Linked DNA regions of Mus musculus: region 1 is linked to region 2. A link is a contact called in public Hi-C data. All regions are on one chromosome and are shown on one strand. Each heading gives the region's core, a stretch centred on a gene start, on an enhancer-like site or on the middle of the called end of the contact. The rest is flanking DNA. Distances are from core to core; before and after follow the strand shown.

Region 1 (5,476 bases), core at 2,885-5,384, 3.1 Mb before region 2:
GTCTCTCCAAGGCACTTGGAAGGCACCGTGGCATATAAGCAGAGACAGGATCTAGATTTTAGGAAGATGTTGTTGAAAGGGATGGTTGTTTTATGTAAACAACTCCACAGATAATTACAATGCTGACTGAGAGACTATGAAGGAGGCTGCTGTACCAGTTAGGTCTCGACACTGGATCAAAGAAGGCTGTGGATGTCAGCAAGATGGCAGAACGTGGAAAGACACGTACCCTCGAGCCTGACAACCTAAATTTGATCCCAGGGACCTAGATGGTAGAAAGAGAGAACCTGTTGAGTTTAGCTTTGCTACTCCACCTAAGCTCCAGAAATGGGCCATGCTACCAGCCCTCACACAGGAATCTATGGATAAAACACACACACACACACACACACACACACACACACACACACACACAGAGTTGTTTAATTTCAACTTGTCTTTAGACACAATTGCTGGGTGCTATTTACCTCCTGCCTGGAAAAGTGTGCCCTTTATCAATATTGTCAGCTCTGCAACTCTCCACCTGCCCTCAACTTTAGTTGCTCAGTCCCAGCTAAACATCCCTGACCGGCCTGTAGGAGCAGTCATAGGCAACCACTCTGCCAGAGATCTCACATAGCTAGTTATATTTTCTCTCTCCGAAATCTGATGAACTCTGTCTCTCCTTGCATCTGTCAGTTTGCCTCCAGGGACCCAGAAGTCCCACATATCCCTTCTGCCCAGCAATTGGCCCATGGCTTCTTTACTGACAAATTAAGAACCAATTGGAGAACAGGACCTTAGCATCAGAACACCTTACAAGAACCAACTTTCTCAAGTTGCGCTCTGTCTTCCACAGATGTGTAGTGACATGTGCATCTTATTCCCCACACATGTACATACATACATGCATACATACACACACATACATGTATACATACATGCACACATACATACATACATGCATGCACACATACACACACACACAATTTGTTAAGAAGATGATATGAGGGAAACTTCAGAGGCCATGCTACTTTGAGGGAAGAAAGCAGTTCTCTTTCACATCACCATTTCCTAGCCCTAACTGCCCCTCATTTGCATACAAGTTTCTGTCCATTCATTCAGTGGAGTTTATAATCCAAAGCCTCAAATGAGGTAAGAAAAGGAGCCATCTATAGGCAGAACATCCAAACTAATGGGAGGAAGAAGTGCAAAAGATAGGGGAAGGAAGGGACTGGAGAGACTGCTCAACAGTTAAGAGCACTGACTGCTCTTTCAGAGGTCCTGAGTTCAATTCCCAGCAATCACATAGTGGCTCACAAACATCTGCAATGGGGTCCAATGCCCTCTTCTGGTGTGTCTAAAGAGAGCGACAATGACAGTATACTCACATACATAAAATAAATCTTAAAAAAAAAAAAGAGCTAGGGGAAGCCAGCCTGTATGCTTAAGGACCAGCTAAAACTAGGGTGCCTGAGCTGCTGGGAGCAAGGAAATGGGAGGTGAGAGTCATTTGTAAGGACTGTAGTTTTAGACTAGTTATGCCAGAAGCTGAGGAATGAGTTCCGGCTGAGTGGGAATAACCGAAGTGGTAAAGGCATCCTTCGGGCAGAGGGTGCACAGTGTGGAGCAGCAGGGAGCCTGAGATGCAGGAAATGGACCTACTATAATAATCCAGGCTGAAGGACCTGAAGTGCATCCAGTGAAGGAGGATTCTGGAAGTGTTTTAAAGCCAGAAACACACTGGATTGTTTGATAGGTCTGGCAAACTATATGAACATTTTCAAAAATTCCATGATAAGAATGGTGGCACACGCCTTTAATCCCAGCACTTGGGAGGCAGAGGCAGGTGGATTTCTGAGTTCGAGGCCAGCCTGGTCTACAGAGTGAGTTCCAGGACAGCCAGAGCTACACAGAGAAACCCTGTCTTGAAAAACTAAAAAAGAAAAGAAAGAAAGAAAAAAAAAAGAATGATACTGTAGCCACTTTCCCCATGGATCTCTTTCCATCAGACCCAAGGTTGAATTCCTAAAGTTTCCTCCAATCAGTACAGGTCTCTCGGCTGCCTGGATGTGTGAACAGTGATCTCTGGGGATTGAGAATAGTAACGAGCAGGCAGTGGTGTCTGCTACAGTGATGGATGAGACTGTAGGAGAGACCACTTCATTTTTCACCTTCTAACAACGCTCTTAGGACCTAAGAAGGCAAGGTCTTTGTGTTTTTTTCAGCAGTGCCTTAAAAAAAAAAGATTTATTTATTTATTTTATGTATATGAATACACTGTATCTGTTCAGATGGTTATGAGCCTTCATGTGGTTGCTGGAAACTGAATTTTTTTTTTTTTTTTTTTTGCTCACTCTGTCAATTCTGCTCACTCAGTCCCTGCTTGCTCCGGCCCAAAGATTTATTTATTATTATACATAAGTACACTGTAGCTGACTTCAGATATACCAGAAGAGGGCGTCAGATCTCATTAAGGGTGGTTGTGAGCCACCATGTGGTTGTTGGGATTTGAACTCAGGACCTTAGGAAGAGCAGTCAGTGCTCTTACCCACTGAGCTATCTCGCCAGCCCCCCACCCCTTTTTTAAAACAGGGTTTCTCTGTGTAGCCCTAGCTGTCCTGGAACTCATTCTGTAAACCAGGCTGCCCTCAAACTCAGAGATTCTCCTGCCTCTACTTCCCAAATGCTGGCATTAAAGGCGTGCACCACCACTGTCCAGCTAGCTATCTTATGAACTGAATTATGTCAATCCAGAATACAGGTTTTGTGTGTAAAAATTCACTCTAAAAAGGGCTTGGTGCTACACCAAGATCCCAAACACCTAGTGTAATCACTGGAGACCTAATAAAAACTTTCTATTAACTTAAACCCATGTCAGCACTTTAATCCCAGCACTCGGGGAGGCAGAGGCAGGCAGATAAAAATTCGAGGCCAGCCTGGCCTACAGAGTGAGTTCTAGGACACCCATAGATAGATAGATGAGTTTCCAGGGCTACACAGAGAACCCCTATGTGGATGGCTACTCTCAATTATCAACTTGACTATATATAGAATGAACTATAATCCAGAAACATAGGGAACACCTGTAATCCGGACTTGAGGCAGGAAGACAACATGCCTGTAATCTGGACCTTAAGGCTGGAAGACACAGGCTTTTGATCCAGACCTCTAGGAGGAATGACTCCTACAGGTCTTGAAGCACACTTTTATTCTGGGCCATATCTTCTGCTGGAGGCCTATATAAGGACAATGGAAGAAGGGACAGGTACTTGCTTTGCCAGTACTTCCTTTGGAGCCTACTTCTTCTGGATTCCAGTTTATGCAGAAAAGCAGCAGAAACAGCAACCCTCAAGGATCAGAGCAATTCACCACATTGCTTCCAATTATGATGATAATGGACGAAACTTGAAACTGTAAGCCAGCCCTTAATTGTTTTCCTTTATAAGAGTTGCCATAAACCGGGCGTGGTGGCCCATGCCTTTAATTCCAGCACTAGTTAGGCAGAGGCAGGCGGATTTCTGAGTCTACAAAGTGAGTTCCAGGACAGCCTGGTCTACAAAGTGAGTTCCAGGACAGCCAGGGCTATACAGAGAAACCCTGTCTCGAAAAACAAACAAACAAACAAACAAACAAACAAACAAAGAGTTGCCGTAGACATGATGTCTCTTCACTGCAATAAAACACAAACTAAGATTGTCTATCCCGAAAACCCAAATAAATAAATATAAATAACTTTCGAATCAAGGCACAGGGGTAAACGCTTGTTATCCTAACACCTAGTAATCTGTGATCAAAATTTCGAGGCCAGTCTGAGATATACAGCGAAGTCCTATTTCAAAACACAGATTATCTGTGACACTTTTCCATTCCCACTCTGAAGACAGTCTTATGCTTTTCCCTCTGGGAAGGACAGGCAGGTGATAATAACCCATAATTGAACGTCAGGTGCCTTTTAAGAGCAAAGTAAAATCTCGATTGGCCCAGCAACAATAATAAGCAGAAATTTAGCTCAATAGGAGGTCGGGCTTCTTCGGAAGTGGGCGTGGCCAAAGCGGTTTCTGGGCACGCCTCCCGAGGCCAATCTAGCAGCCCGGAGGACTCAGCTCGGCTCCTCCTCTCGCAGCTTCCGGCCAGTCGGAATTCCGCTTCCCGTCTGACATTGGCGTCTTTGCTAAGGGTCACATTGAAGTAACGCTACTCCGGGACAATCTTTAGGTGAGTGTGAAGGGTCGGGATCCTGGGGGAACCTTGTCCGTTGCAGAGAAGCGCCCCGGGGCTTCCCTGACGCCAAGCAGAAACTTCCGGCGGCCACGGGTCCGGTGTCCTGGAGCTAACCATTATAGCCGCCTTTCTTCATGATGGCTAGGTCGCTTTCTAAGCAGTCCCTATTACTCCATCCTTCAGCCCTACAAGTCCCCTTTGATAGCGTTGGGGCTGGAGTGTGAAGCGCCTTACCCGTGGCTATAAGGCAATTCGGATTTAGACCCAGTAAATTGGACTGTGGAGCTTTTAGTTGCGAGTTCACAGGCGTGGCCACCCGCGTTCCAAGGCCGAAGCCTGTCGCCTTGACTCGTGTCTTTCCCCTCAGCGTCATCTTTGATCAACTCTCAAAACTCGAGATATTGTCCAAAATTACTTCCGACACTGAGTCTTTTAAATCCCCCGTGCCCACCTTGCCTCCTTCAATGAACCTGCCCAAATACCCCACTTGTTTGGACTACTTCAGTTGACACTGGCACCTCTGTGGTGTCAAGGTCCCCCAGATGCTCTAGAGACAGTTTCTCTCAGGTCTGTTGATATTGACTATGTCATCTCTTCAGACATATCAAAGCTGAGAGAAGTCGATAAAACTCAAGGAGCTAAAGTATTTGAATGATTGGGGGGGGGGCGGTTTGCGTGGGGTTCTAATCGAATTCCAGTATTTACTTCCATTAGGAATGGAGGCAGCAACGTCAATAGATTTGGTAGCCTGGGCCATTGTCAGCAGGCAAAATCACAGATACCTGACACATGCCAGTTACAAGAGTCACAAATCTTCAGTCATGGTTACCTCCAGTTGTACTTTACTTGTTAAGTCCTTTGAGCTTTTTTTTTTTTTTTTTTTTGGAGCGGGGTGGGGGGGGACACATCTTAGGCAATCCCACAATGCATTTAGGCATATTCTGAGCAAAGTTTGAGTTCATTGGACCTCAGATGAGTGTGTGACGCCAGAAAACTAGCCGGTGACACCAGAAAATCCTTGCAGTGTTTTTGCTGGTGATGGATGAAGCATTATCACTGGGTGCTGTGTGACCTTGGAAAGTCATTTAGACACCCTGTCCCTTGTGTAGACAACAGAGGTAGCAATATCTTTTAGAGTGGCCATGGGGTAGGTATGTATAGAGTACACATAGTATGTGCTGTGCACACAGTGAGCGTTAACTGGAATTTAAGGATGAAGATTGGTTTTGCCAAGGAGACCTCTGTCCAACCCTACTGTGGCTTCTGTACTCAG
Region 2 (5,615 bases), core at 8-2,507:
GGGCGGCAGGTGGGGAGGGGCAGAGAGATAAGTAGGCTAAGTAGGTAAAGGCCACCAGGCCAAGCTATCCTCTGGTTTTACATACAGTGTAATAAAACATGTCATTTAAAATTAAAAAATATATATATTAGAGGGGTTAAAACAGCAAACTCAAAGTTCCTACAACTACGTCTGACAGGTATTCATTAAATCTGAACTAAACTAGTGACAGACTGGGACAGTTGTAGACCTAATGTAAGTTGCATGCAGATGTGAGGTGGAAACCAAGTATATAAGACTATTTAGCCACCCTGGCATGATAGCAGAGGCTTTTAATCCCAGCACTGGGTAGAGGGGCAGAGGCAGGCAGTTTATCTGTGAGTTCAAAGCCAACCTGGTCTATGTAGTGAGTTCCACGACAGAAAGAGCTACAAACAGAGACCCAGCTTCAAAAATAATAAATAAGTAAATAAACAAACAAACACACAAACAAAACAACTTTTCAAGTATCTTTCATTTACTGCCCACAAATGAAGAGGAATGTTCTATTTCTATTGTATTTCAAGTTAAGGTTCCCTTCTCCTGGCTAGGATAACAATGCAAAATGCCCCCTTTTAAATTGAGGAACATGCATTAGTCATTATTTTAAATCGCTATTTCAGGACTCAGGAAAGAGGCAAACAATCTTCTTGACTGTTGTTTTGCTTCCTTTGGGCTTCCCTCCTCTATGTTGTTAGAACTCTCAGCTACAATCCCGATCCACCGAGCTGTTGGTATGCCAAAGACATTCATCAGGATCCACACGACGAACATAGGAGCCTGAGATTATCGGTTTTCACTAAACAGAGAAAACTTGGGCTCAGAAAGGTAATGACACAGGCCCAGTTCTTGCAAAGGGAAGCTGGGATTAGAACCCAAACCCGCTGGCCTGCTAGCTCGGGCAGCTCCCGCGCGGGTACCCATCATCAGTGCTAACGAGGATGGAAGAGTAACATGGAGAGCTCTGAGAGCAGAACGGGTGTGCACGACCTGACGTCCCATTACACGGGTTCTACGGTCAGCTTCTGGGCCCCCATTGTACAGAAGAGGAAACTGAGGCTCAGAAAGAGAAATCATTTATCTGATCGTACAGTATGGGCTGCGCGGGAAGTCCAGACCCCCGGCCACCCCGTATCTCCATCCCTAACCTCCTCCGTCCCAGTCCCGCACCTCACCTGGCACTCTGGGGCCCGCACCCCCACGAGGCGCCCGCCCGCCCTCCGGGTCGCGCCAACTGTCAGACACTCCTCCCTCGGCCTGGGCCGCCCGCCCCGGAAGTCCTGCCCTTGATACCGGAAGCCAGACTGCACCTTCCACCAGCCGCTCTAGCCCTCCTAGCCTCCAACCAGCAAGAGAGTGTGGGGCGGCGACCATCACATGACAACACAGAGCCTCGGTCGCGAAGAACGCCGCCAATCAGAAAGGATCAAGTCTAGCCCCCACCCTGCCCGCAGTCTAGCGCGACTGCGCCTGCGCACAGGTGGGCGGGAAGGCGGGGCTAGGTTCTGGAGTAGAAGACTCTGACGTGCAGGTACTGTGCGATCTGGTGCGCGACACCTTGGCTGCCCTCCCTGTGTCACCCTCTCGTCTATAATGCATCTCTTCTATATCGTCCTTGGCCCACTTAGGTGCCCTCATCCCTTCTCTTAAATCATACCCCACTTAAATCGTCACCACCCCTCCCCTTCTGACGCCATGACCTCTCTCACATCGCCCCCTCCTTTAAGAAGTAATTTTTGTTTTTTTGTTTGTTTACAATTAATTGAGTATCTGTGACTGCATTTACCCGAGGAGATCAGAAGATGTCTAATTCCCTGGATTTGTAGTTACGAATGGTTGTGAGCCATCCCATGTGAATGCTGGGTTTTCTAGTTCAGGTCCTTTGGAAGAGCAACAAGTGCTTTTAACTGCTGCACCATCTCTTCAGCACAAACATTGTCCTTTTTATTCATTTTCATTCCCCTTAAGCCCTGATTGGCCTTATATGCTCAGTTTTCTCTTTTTATGTGACAGGGTCTCCTTGTAACCTCAAAGTATGTCAGCTCAGACACGCCCCTGCTGTCCCCAGTGCTCCGCTGGTCACTCTTCCATCTTTGTTAGCACTGGGTACCTGTGCGGGAGATTAGCATTCAGTCACCAGTGCAACTCAGGCTGGCCTTGAATTTTAGATCCAATTGCTCAGCCTCCTGAGTGTGGGGATTGCAAGCACTGATGAGCCGGTCTCTCTGTCATCATTGTCTTAGTCACCCACACATCTCCTTCATGAAACCCCCATTTCCCCTAAATCTCTTCATACCAGTTATTCTTGTACTTCCTGTTTCCATCTCCCCTTAGATTACCCTCAAATCGCCCTGGTGTCTCCATCTCTCCACTAACACATCTGTATTCAGCATTACCCACAAGGAGCCACCCAGCCTTATAGCTTTCCCTCCTCTGTGGGTACACGTTTCACATATTTCCATGGTGTGGGATATTATATGGTATTCTATGGTATCCCAGGGTCCCAGCTTCACCCCTAAACCTGTGGGAAACCCAGGCCACCAAACCATGCCTCTCCAATTCCTGCTTTCCCATTTGTAAAATGCACAGTAGCCAACAGGTTTGTGTGTCTGTAAACCCAATGTCCAGGAGCTAAAGCAGGAGGATCTCTACCTCAGCCTCTGATACATTACAAGTTCAAGGCCAACCTGAGCTACACGAAACTGTCAAACAACAACAAAAGCGCATGGGGACACTACCAGGAAAATGTGAATTCTGAGCGTTTGTTCATTTGTTGGCTGAGCCTTGTGTAGCTTAGGCAGGCTTTGAATTCCATATGTAGCCATATGTGGTCTTGAATTCCTGATCCTCTTACCTCTGCCTATAGGTGTTTGTAAAAATGAATTATTATGTTTTAGCTAGCCTATATAAAAGATACACAGTCCTGGCATTTTGTTTACAAGCTGTAAACTTAAATTGGGCAGGTTTTGGAACTATTCTAACATACATCTCTGCCGCGAGTCTCTTGTACATCTCTGCCGTAAGTCTCTTGTTACGTGCTGTTTGAATCTTCCTGGGGTTGCTTTTGGGGTCTATTTCTCCTGGCCACATGTTCATGGTCCATCTCCAGTCCTGAAGGCCTCTTTCCTTGGGCTCCTTTATCCTTCCTTCCTTTTCCTACCCTGGCCTCTCCTCAGACCCCTCATTTTATCCTCAAGGCCTGCCTCTTTCTTCCTATTGCCCAATTGCAGGCTCTAGCCTTTTATTAACCAATTAGCTTTACATTGGGGAGCAGGGTTTATATAGCATCACATAGTGTAGCTGAGGGTCACCTTGTTGGGGGCAACCAGACCTTGGGAGCCAATATTTAGCATATGAATACATAACCCCCAACAGGCATTGGCCACCAAACCAACCCTAATTAACTTGTAACACAGTTAGTTTACTGTGGCATTGAGCTAATATTGTTACTTTGTTACTGACCACGTTGCCTTCAACTGGGACTGTCATCACTGTGTTGCACACTATGGGCCTGGGTAGATGGATCTGTGGGTAACATTTGATGTGCAAGCATTCGGACCTGCATTCGGATCCCCTGCATTCAGGTAAAAAGTCAGATTTGGTGGCTGGCACATATCCACCATCCATAGGTCTGAGGATGCAGAGATAGGAAAATCCTTGATTGATTGATTTATTATTTTTTAATGTTTGGCGTTGTATATATTTTTTAATGTGTATGGGTGTTTTGCACACATGGATGTCTGTGAACCACATGTGTGCTTGGTGACTGCAGAGGCTAGAAGAGGCATCCAGTGCCCTGAAACTACAATTATAGATAGTTGTGAGCCACCAGGTAGGTACTGGGAACTGAACCCAGGTCCTCTGCAAGAGCAGCCAGTACTTCTAATTGCTAAGCCATCTCTCCACCAGCAGATTCTTTGATCTCCCTGGCTAGCTAACCTTGTCAAGTCGGTGAGCTCCAAGTTCGGTAAGAGATGCTTCTTGGGGCTGGCGAGATGGCACAGTGGGTAAGAGCACTGACTGCTCTTCTGAAGGTCCTGAGTTCAAATCCTAGCAACCATATGGTGGCTCACAACCACCCATAATGAGATCTGATACCCTCTTCTGGTGTGTCTGAGGTCAGCTACAGTATACTCACATATAATAATAAATAAATCTTTAAAAAAAAAAAGAGATGCTGTCTCAAAAAAAGTAAAACACGAGTTAGGCATGGTGGCCTTGAAGAGACAGAGGCAGGGTCTGTGAGTGCTAAGGCACCATGGGATCCATAGCTATTGCTAGTTCCAGACAAGCCAGAGCTAGTGGGTAAGACCCTATCTCAAGATAACATTTATACTAATAGGTGAAGGATAGAGAGAAACGCTTGACCTCTGGCCTCCACACATGTGTACACAGGATCCTCACACATACATGAGCACATGCGCACGCGCGCGCACACACACACACACCACACACTGCACTATCCCCAAGCCTGGCACGCATTCATTATTCTAGATTGTCAGCATTCATTGACCCCGCACTGCACCTCAGCCATCCCACCCTAGGACCTCCGTGTTGCCATCAATCCTGCAACTTCGTGGTTATGGACCCAAAACGTGGCCTGGGACCTATGGGCAAGCTTGCTTCTGCCCTTAGTCCTTTTGTTTTGTTGGCTTGTGTGACCTTGGAGCCCCACAGTGAGAGCAGGCAGCCAGTGCTGTAGAAACTGAGAGGACTTGGGGAGGGGAGACTGTAGACTGGTTAGAACCAGTTCTCCCTGAACTTCTAGAATAGGGGTTGGGCATCAGGCAGAGACAGGAAACCAGGAACCTCTCTCTCCCCGTAGTCAAACCTCAGCAGTAACCTGGTCGCATGGCATACGTCCTTAATCCCAACATGAGGAAACTGAGATGTCTAGGAGTTCAACACCAGCCTGGTATACATAGGGAGTTCCAGGCCAGCCAAGACTGTATAGAGAGCAGGACCTTGTCTCAAAAAATCAAAACTCGGGTGGGTGGGTAAGGGGGACTTTTGGTATAGCATTGGAAATGTAAATGAGCTAAATACCTAATAAAAAAAAATGAAAAAAAAAAAAAAAAAATCAAAACTCCTGTAGTGAAGAGTCTTACGCAGTGATTAAGTTTTTATGCGATGTCTGTCTCATGTAGCACAGGCTGGCCTTGAACTTTGTGTGTAATTGGGGAGAATGACCTTGAACTTAGGGTCCTCCTGCCTCCAATTTCTTAGTGATGGCATTACAGATGTGGGCCAAACACATGGAGTGTGGCTCAGGAGTTTACTTTTGTTACATAGTGAGTTTGAGACCAGCCTGGGCTATGTGAGACCCTGTCTTGAGAAAAGAAAAGAAAAAAAAAAGTTTAAAGAAGAAAAGAAAATACAAGCTACTTGTTTACCATATTTCCTAAAGATTTATTGTGTGTTTAACACTTTGCCAGGCACTGGGGACAGATAAGTGGCCAGAACACAAAGACTCCTTGATCTTATGGGGTCTAGAGTCTAGTCGGCGTAAGAGACAATGAGTAAGTAAGTAAGTAAAGTATTGATGGATTGGGGGAGGGGGGCTGCAGAATACATGGTCAATTTGTAGTTTCAGAGTC

The links. Hi-C and Micro-C count contacts between places; a contact is called where the count stands out from the background.
Region 1: a Hi-C map of uterus shows a contact between it and region 2, with 8 times the contacts expected there. The contact joins the promoter of Cox6b1 here to the promoter of 2310022A10Rik in region 2. A contact is called at or near these places in 1 of 39 promoter capture datasets (maxillary cranial neural crest) and 2 of 484 Hi-C or Micro-C datasets (B cells and uterus).

The regions. Positions count from the first base shown.
Region 1 is chr7:30,624,772-30,630,247 of GRCm38.p6, reverse strand. Cox6b1 (cytochrome c oxidase, subunit 6B1) reads left to right here and starts at 4,134. Exons shown (of 4, transcript NM_025628.3): 1 at 4,134-4,197.
Region 2 is chr7:27,548,932-27,554,546 of GRCm38.p6, reverse strand. 2310022A10Rik (RIKEN cDNA 2310022A10 gene) reads right to left here and starts at 1,257. Exons shown (of 10, transcript NM_175107.5): 1 at 1,194-1,257. It overlaps Pld3 (phospholipase D family, member 3), which reads left to right and starts at 1,329. Exons shown (of 14, transcript NM_011116.2): 1 at 1,329-1,549.